2 separate regions of the Cyprinus carpio genome follow, and region 2 is linked to region 1. The links are chromatin contacts, called in public Hi-C maps. All regions are on one chromosome and are shown on one strand. Each heading gives the region's core, a stretch centred on a gene start, on an enhancer-like site or on the middle of the called end of the contact. The rest is flanking DNA. Distances are from core to core; before and after follow the strand shown.

Region 1 (4,695 bases), core at 1,565-4,064:
AAGGGAGTGATGAAGAATGTGTTTACTCTGCCTGTTCTGTCTGTTTATGTATCTTCTATCTTAATGAACAATGTATTATTTCTCTCAGGAAGAGAATTTCAATGATGCTAAGGTCTATTTTATAGTCTATAAACACACTTAAGTCTCTGAAGTTGCAGTGCGGCAGGGGGCGCGGCAGACGTCGCTTGTGGTCTGACACTGCTCTAACCTGCTTTAAATCTCAAGCTTTATAGTAAACAGCTCTGGACATCTCTACAGGGCTTTCCACACACAATTTATTTTATTTACTTCAGTATATTTCTGCCAGAGAGGCCCTTGAGATTTCACAAAGCCTATCTGGTAACCAAGGAGGAACTAAACAACAGCACTGAATCACTCTGAAGCTATTGTGCTTTTTGCTTGGGAAACGTCCAGTTTGGACAGAGACTCAAGGGTCTTAGAGTGCAGCAGAGTTCAGGCGAGCCCAAATTAGTAAAATCTGAATTGCTTGGTAAATACGTTAGAATGAAAAATTAGAGATGAATGAAAGTAAAATTGCACTGAAAAGTAATAGTTCGCCCCAAAATGAAAATTTCCTGAAAATATACTCACCCTCTGTCCATTCAAGATGTAGGTGAGTTTGTTTCTTAATCGGAATAGATTTGGAGAAATTAAGCACTTCATCACTTGCTCAGCAATGGATCTTCTGCAGTGAATGGGTGCCGTCAGAATGAGATTGCAAAGGGCTGATAAAAACATCACTATTATAGACTCCAGTGTGTGTCATGTTGTGAAGCAAAAACCTGTGTGTTTGTAAGAAACAAATCCATCATTAAGATGTTTTTAACTTCAAACTGTTGCTTCTGGCCAAAATATGAGCCCATAGTCCATAATAATACTTTCTCCAGTGCAAAAGTCCATCCCCTGTTGTCCTCTCACATCAAAATCCACGAACATATGTGTTTAGAGCTGTTTTCAATTGTAAACCATGCTTGATCTCTGCATATTTCTCTCCTGATTCAGATGAGACAACTTTTTCAGTGGAGAAAACAAAATTGTGGATAGCTGACTCATATTTTTAGCTGGAAACAGCGGTTTGAAGTAAAAAATGTCTTAATGGTGGATTACACAGCTTTTCACTTCACAAAATGTTAAATGATAGACTGGAGTTCTGTGGATTACCTGAGGATTATGTTTTTATCACCTGTTTGGACTCTCATTCTGACGGCACCCATTCACTGCAGAGGATGCATTGATGAGCAAGTGATGCAATGCTAAATTCCTCTGTTTTCCTGTTTTTACTGTGCTCTGTATTGTATAAAACACTATAAAAAATAAAGGTGACTTGACTCGACTGTCTTCCAGGGACATTACTGATAGTATCATATCATATAAATTAGGACTATTTATCTGAGGCTGGTTCAGTGTATAATCGAGGTGTCATGAGATCATTCACAAAAAATGCTAAAGGTCCATTCAGACAGCTGAAAACCCTCAGTTATATGCTTTTCTCCTACTCATGCCAGAGTGGCTACTTCAATTCTGCTGTCACCTTTCCAGAAACCACAAAACCGCTAACAATGCTTTCTGTCCAGATGCGTCCACTTTGGACAAAAGCTGCTGACCCCCTTAAACCTGAGACAGGACAAAATAGAGACAGACGTTGAAAGCTGTGAATAATATCTCGGAAAAAAAGGTGTCCAACAGTGCAGTGCTGGACAATTTCATCAGATTCATGGAAAGGTGTAGAAAATATAAGAAGAGCAATTGTTTCAATATTAAGTACTTATTTTTGATTAACTGGTTCAACATGTTCAGAGGTTTACACATTTGCTGGAGTGCAAACTTTCAATGTCTTACAAAACGCGTTTCTCCTTGTCAATCAATATTTGATATTGTTCAACAACTTCAGGCACAAAAAAAGTGTCAAACATTTAATAAAAGCATTGACAAATCTAGCATTTACTTCAGTGGACACATAAAATCATACTACATTTCAAACTGATAGTCAGCTTCATCTAGTGAGCTCTCAACTCAGTCTGCAAATGTTACGGTGTTTACAACAAAACCATGTTTCATAGTGTGCTATCCATATCCATATATTAAAGGCAGCAGCCTTTGCTTTTCTAGATTAATTATAATAAAAATCCCAGTGAGATGGACTTCATGTATCAAGATTATGACAGAAAATATTTACAATATTTATACACACACACACACACACACACACACACACACACACACACACACACACACACACACACACAAAACTCACCTGTGTCTTTGTAATGTTGTTTAACTCATAGCAGCTGAAATGGAAAGAGGACCTTTTGGGTGAAGGCTGAGTTTGATACTGCCTGGAAAAAAAAAAAAAAAAGTAAATTGTATGTCTGAACAAAATGTGCTGATAGAACATAAAACATTTTTTAAAAAGTGTTACAGAAATTACCTATTTGTTTTGTTATTTTTATTTTGGACATATAAAGTTTTTAAAGATTCATATTTGTTGTCTTTATTTGAATCTATCTTCTAATTTAATACATTTGAATTCACATGAACTTTTTTGCTATCTTAAAAACTAGTAAAGTTTAGGGACATATTTGGCCCATGTCTCAAGATTAAGAGAGGGGTATTTTAACACTCTGATTTCATTTATTAAATTCAATATCACGATCGAGTTTTAAAATATCCAAATGATACTGTTGTTTTTGGAACATACTAAAGTTTCTCGTACCAAAAGATGGCACTAGTAGTCTGTCGTTTATGAAGGAAAATATGAGCTCTACACTTAAACGTGAGTCGCTGTTCTTCTCCTATCCGTGTGGAGGCGCTGTGGTGTGTTTGAACGGGCGGTTTCTCATCTCGCGCAGGAACTGAGGCATCCTTGACAACAATCGCCGGTTGTCTGTTATTTGTGTGTTGACGCTTTTGTTTACTTCTGGTGCCCTTCCGACCTTAAATTTTTATTCATATAGATTTTAAAACATTTAAACACTCGTTTTAATATCGTCTCACAACATTTTATAATAAGATTCTCTCGGACGCACCGTTTGACGCCCCCATATCAGTAAGTTAAAGTTTATTAGCTCAGTGTTTGCTATTCGCTTAGTTATTAACTAAACCTTTTGCATGCATATGGACATTTAACTGTTAATTCTAACAGCGCAGCTCTGTTATTTGGTATTTGAGCTGAAATAGCTAGCATGCACGTTTAATGTTGTCTCCTGCTGATTAATTGCCTGTGTTGCTTTCGATAAACGTGTTTGTTGAATGAATAATTTGTGCTAAAATAAAATATTTTACCATGAAATGTAAATAGATTTGTTAGGAGTTGCTGCAAAAATATACTAAGGTAGCACACTGTTCTGCAAGCGTATTGTTTTGTCATTTGATCAGATCAGAATATGTGCCCGTGCTTTAGACACAACTTGAATGCTAAAATAGAGCAGATGTAAAATAATGGCTGCTTTGATATTTTTTCAAGTAACGTTAGGCATCAAACTAGAATGCTTTTTCACTTTAGTGCATATGAATAGTCATTTTAACAGATGCTTTCACCCAAAGTACCTTCGAGTGCATTTATCACAGGGATCATTCCCATGGAAAAGCTGGGGTTTTCCAAAGTACCTTTGTTTGGGGCATAATGGTCATAGTTAATTAATCACCACCTATTGTGTGTATTAAACCTAGAAACATTTGCTTTACAAGTCATTTAAGACATGTAATTTAGCTTTAGCTAGCATCAAAATGCAATGTAAAGCCACCCCATACCTGGAGAAAAATTCTTATGTTGTGTTTTGCAGGTTTTGTTTTGTAACGTGACATGCATCTGTAAAGGGGTTGTCAAGCTTAAAACATCTACAACGGCTCCATGGAACCCAGTAATGATGTGGCGCTTGATATCATTATTACCAATGTCGTATCTGTCTTCAGAACCAGGTGCCATCTAAACCTGCACACCATTGGCCTAGAGGGGTCTAATGTCATCTACAAGCCTGAGATGGGAGTAAGTCTAGACAGTTAGAGCTTTGGAGATGAGTTGTTATACTTAAGCACCTATATTCTGGATTTACATGTTAGTATGGAAAGATTAGAAATGGTATTACCATGGCCTTAAATGGTTAGTTCACTTCCAGAATAAAAATGTTGTGAATTATAAATGGTCATTATAATTTACTCACCCTCTTATCATCCAAGATGTTCATGTCTTTCTGTCTTCATTCGCAAAGAAATTAAGGTTTTTGAGGAAAACATACCAGGATTTTTCTCCATATAATGGACTTTCTATGGTGGCCAATGGGCCGAAGGTCCAAACTGCAGTTTCAGTGCAGCATCAAAGGGCTCTACATGAACCCAGCAGAGGACTGAGGGCCTTATCTAGTGAAATGATTTGCCGTTTTCTTAAAAAAAAAAGAAAAATAAGTGTATACTTTTAACCACAAATGCTCAACTTGCAGTAGCTCTACTTTACACATTACGTAGTCAAGTAGGAAAGGTCACGTGTGATGTAGGTGGAAGCACCGACCCAGTGTTTACAAAGTGAACATGCAAAATCAAATGCCCTTTACAAAAAAGGTAAAACAACGATGCCAGATGATTCTGAAGTTGAAGGAAAAAATGAGATGGAGTTTTTCGCGCTATCCTACCTTTTTGAACTGGAGTTCACAGACGAAGAGCTAACCACATGTGACCTTTCCAATGTGATTATGTGTAATG
Region 2 (4,003 bases), core at 625-3,124, 71 kb after region 1:
TTACATAGAAGACACATTTTAGTAGTATGGCAGCATGCACAAAGCTAAAGTCTTGAATGGAGAAACCTGCAGGATTTTGATAGGTTTATCTCAGTAATTTAGTACAATTTTTGCCACAGCTATATATGAAGCTATATGAAAATACAGCCTGATTGGTCAAGCTGTGCAGGAGCTAACCTGGTTGGAGAAGCTGGATCATATAGTGCTGATGCACTGCTCCATGTCGGCATCAGCAAATATAATAGCTGGGTTTTTCCCACCAAGCTCCATGGAAAGCTTTTTACAGTATGTTGCACTGCGCTCTGTTATTAGTCTCGCTGTAGCTGTGCTCCCCGTAAATGAGATCAATGGCACGTCAGGGTGGGACACCAATGTCATTTCACAGGGTTTCGCCACAGCAGTGTTGCCTGTAGCAACAGCGGGCCGGCCAATCTTCCAGGTCAGGAGGTACAGTGGCAGATTCCATGGGCTTATAAGACCAGCTATAGACAGGGAAATTGTAAATTTAACATACATAAGCCAACTGAAAGCGAGTGATGTACTATTGAGAATAAAAGTACAGTATGTATAGACCACCACACACCTACTCCTACAGGACAGCGAACAGTGTAGTTGAGACAGCTCATGAGATCCAGCTGACTAGAATCATTAGTGTGATGCAGGACAGATGAAGGAAAAAAACAGAAGTTGTCTGCTAATATTGGAATGTCCACATTTCAGGCATTGTTTTTGTGAAACGGAGTCCCTTTATTGTGTTAAGAGCCCCCAAAATAATTAAATTGTTCAGTGTCAGAAAATAGAAAGTAATACTGATATATGGTCCGACTGAATTTTGTGTAAACTATTTTAAAGTATTAAAAATATTTTACATTTTATATATATATATATATATACATATATATATATATATATACTAAAACATTAAACTTAAAATATCTGAGAAAAATACAAAACAGTACAAAAATATGTTACAGCTAGGTAGAAATATTAAAACTAATAAATATAAAACTATATAAGCCACTGAAAAAAAGAAACATATCTATTGACTAGTAGAAAAGTACATTGCTGACTCAAATTCTGTCTTTGGTCTATCGTGCACTAGTAAGTCCTTTGAACTTATTTAGTCAAACCTGTTTAGTGTGTCCTGTAATATGGTGCTGTGTTACACTGCAGTTTCTATTGTTTTACCCTGGTCTTTAGACTCAGCCAGGGCAAACTCCTCCAGGCGAGCTTCTATCAGGTCTGCCAGTTTATTCAGTACTTTGGATCTCTCTGCTGGACTCTTAGCTGACCAATCAGGAAAGGCCTCTTTGGCTGCCCTCACTGCAGCATCCAACTATAAACAGTGAGAAAAGGGTTAACTCACATGTAAATTGGATATATCTTGCTCTGTATAGGTATTGGCCCATTTTAGGATATGCAGGAGTTATGTAATGCCAGAATTTTGGTATTTAAACTCTTTATTAAGTGCATTAAAATGGACTCTACTGACTATAAAATGTATTTAACAAAATAAGTAGTATAATATAATAATACAAAACAGTGATGGACTGTACATCCTACATCTGAACTCTTTTCTGTCCCACTGACCTAGACAAGTTCTTCTGGTGTGAGCTATAATAGTTAATAATTAAACACTGGACTTTGAGCGTCGCACACCTGATTATGTGTTTACCACGACAAATATAGGTGACCAAATGTACGTCACCCTGACTCAGTGTCTTCCTTGGAATTTGTGTCTTCAACCAGATAATCTTGTGACTAGTTACATATTTTTTACACTAGAAATAAGTGAAAATGTTCAGCTAGTGAAATACCCATTCAGACTATATTGACACAGACCTTATTTGATCATGCACAACTTACATCTTCAAATATTAGAAAGAAATTGAGAATTGTAAGAAAAATATCACAAAAAAATCTCACCTCCTCAGGTCCACTGTCTGGAACTTTGCAATAAACCTCTCCAGTTGATGGGTTGAACGAGTTTATTAACTTGGAACATGGTACAAAATTCCCACCGATATAGTTTTCCAGCACTAGATATTTGATGTCTTTTGACATCACAGAAATATTAGATTAAAAATCAGTTTTGCAGACAAAAGAAAAACCTGAAATGTTTGCGTACCAGTCAGCACACGGTTACATATGAGCTTTCACTGGACTCTTTCGCAATCTGTTTACTCAAGCAAATGAGAGGTTGTATAGTGAACTAAATGGCTCCTCCAGCAGAAATGACACTCATTAATTAGACCATGAGTTTGGCATTAAAAGACCTTAACTTGCTGGAGGTTTTGAGATATTATTCACATTTCTGTGAAAAGGGAATCGTTGCCTTGAGTTAAATATTAAACACTGATACATTGATGACTGTCCAATACATTTACAATGAATTTTACTAAATAAACCAAAACTATATAAGACTAAACCTCAACACATTTAAAGGGATTATTTAGAGACAAACATGTTTATAATATACTGAAATGCTCCTTTGGGCTACTGGAGTGGGTGCTTTTATCCTGTAGTGTGCACAGAAATAGCACCCAATGCTGATAATGTATTTTGGGGAACACGTTTTGAGGAAGCACGTTCTTTAAAAAAATCAAAACCAAAATATGTACAGGTGTGGAGGAGGCTGATAGATGTGTCACAGTGTTAAGAGGTTACATTGGGAGTGTTTGTGTTGCTGTGTTTCTGAGAGCAGTACTTCAGGCCTGAAATAACCCAGGATGCGGAGGATGAGGCAGACACATCACTCACAAGAAAAAGGCTGCAAAGATAGTCTACCTACTTTACTTGGTGAAATACACCGTAACACAAATGATCACAACAACCACTACAAGTCCACAAATGTTGAGAAAAGTCACTGGTAACTTAAGGCATGCAATGGTTTATATTTACACAGGCTAATGTTTCACCTTTGGTTCCTTAAAATATCTACATAAATATTCAATGTATTAAAATATATATTAGAGAAAGAGAAAGGTAGCATTAAAAAGTTGTTATTGCTAGAAATGTTGTTTGTGGGTAATTCAGAAAACTCTTTGATGCTTTTAAAGCAGAACTAATGTCAGAATCTCTTGAGACTGTGATTGCTGCACTCAACTCAAGAAAAAGTCATTTGTTACCCTGATTGATCCACTTCAGCAACCCCAGTGCTATGAAACTAGAAGGTCAAGTCAAGTGACTTTTGATTGTAATTATGCTTATTAACTTCAATCTTGTGTGGTGGATAAGGTCTAAGCAGCATATTTATCATCAATTTCAGTATATTTTCTTTGTGGAAACATACTAGTCATTTTTCAGCGTATTCCTGAAATAAGGCAGAGACGAACTGATTAAACCAAGCTTCACTGAATCAATGTGTAACCATCTTTGAGTCCTTATCTATTCTGAACAAGCTGCATTTCATAAAGTCTTTTGATTATCAGGCCATGAAGTGGAAAATTACAGCTGCACATTCTCACATAAGAAAACAACTTATTAGCTGCATCTGTTAGTGTTTCAGAGTGAGCACTTTCTAGAGTAAGTGGAAAATTACTTGATTTGCATAACTCACATTACACTGCAACAGTAAAGTGTGTGTACAAAACATCAGTGCATTGGGATTCATGTCATTCAGCATCAGACCAAAAGGTGCTAAAAGCCTAATCAAGAATTAAGAAAAAATGTCTCACAATTCTGACTTTTTCCTATCAGATCCCAATCTCGTAATTGACTTTTTTTCCTTGAATTCTGAGGGTCATCATTTATTTTAAGGTCCAATTGTCATTAACAAACCTTTAACTGACTTTTGGGAAAAGGCTCACATCATAAAACCAACAAACACTTTCCAAAATGGCAAAAAAAAAAAAAAAAAATTAAGAATGAAGAAATACTGTTTACTGGCAAAACAAAACATAGACTCATGTTTTCCACAGTGATCAATATTTTTTTATTTCCTGATGAAGCAGCTTTCCCCCAAAGAACAACTTCAGTTTCGAGAAACCCAAACAAAATATTC

Evidence for each region. A called contact is a pair of places that touch in the nucleus more often than the background predicts.
Region 2: a Hi-C map of liver shows a contact between it and region 1, with 9 times the contacts expected there. The contact joins the enhancer-like site here to the promoter of LOC109064048 in region 1. A contact is called at or near these places in 2 of 8 Hi-C or Micro-C datasets (liver and red blood cells).

Annotation. Positions count from the first base shown.
Region 1 is chrA23:16,189,697-16,194,391 of ASM1834038v1, forward strand. LOC109064048 (TATA box-binding protein-like 1) reads left to right here and starts at 2,815. Exons shown (of 7, transcript XM_019081068.2): 1 at 2,815-3,046; 2 at 3,783-3,985. The coding sequence starts at 3,851.
Region 2 is chrA23:16,262,132-16,266,134 of ASM1834038v1, forward strand. It overlaps LOC109056343 (HBS1-like protein), which reads right to left. Exons shown (of 18, transcript XM_042713436.1): 18 at 3,911-4,003. It also overlaps the pseudogene LOC122135100. Among protein-coding and RNA genes, the nearest start is that of LOC109056343, 28 kb to the right of the region's middle. Within about 2 kb of position 1,875, at least 1 of the 8 cell types and tissues checked has an H3K27ac peak or open chromatin away from gene starts, as enhancers often do. A contact at or near this core is called in liver, where this site is marked.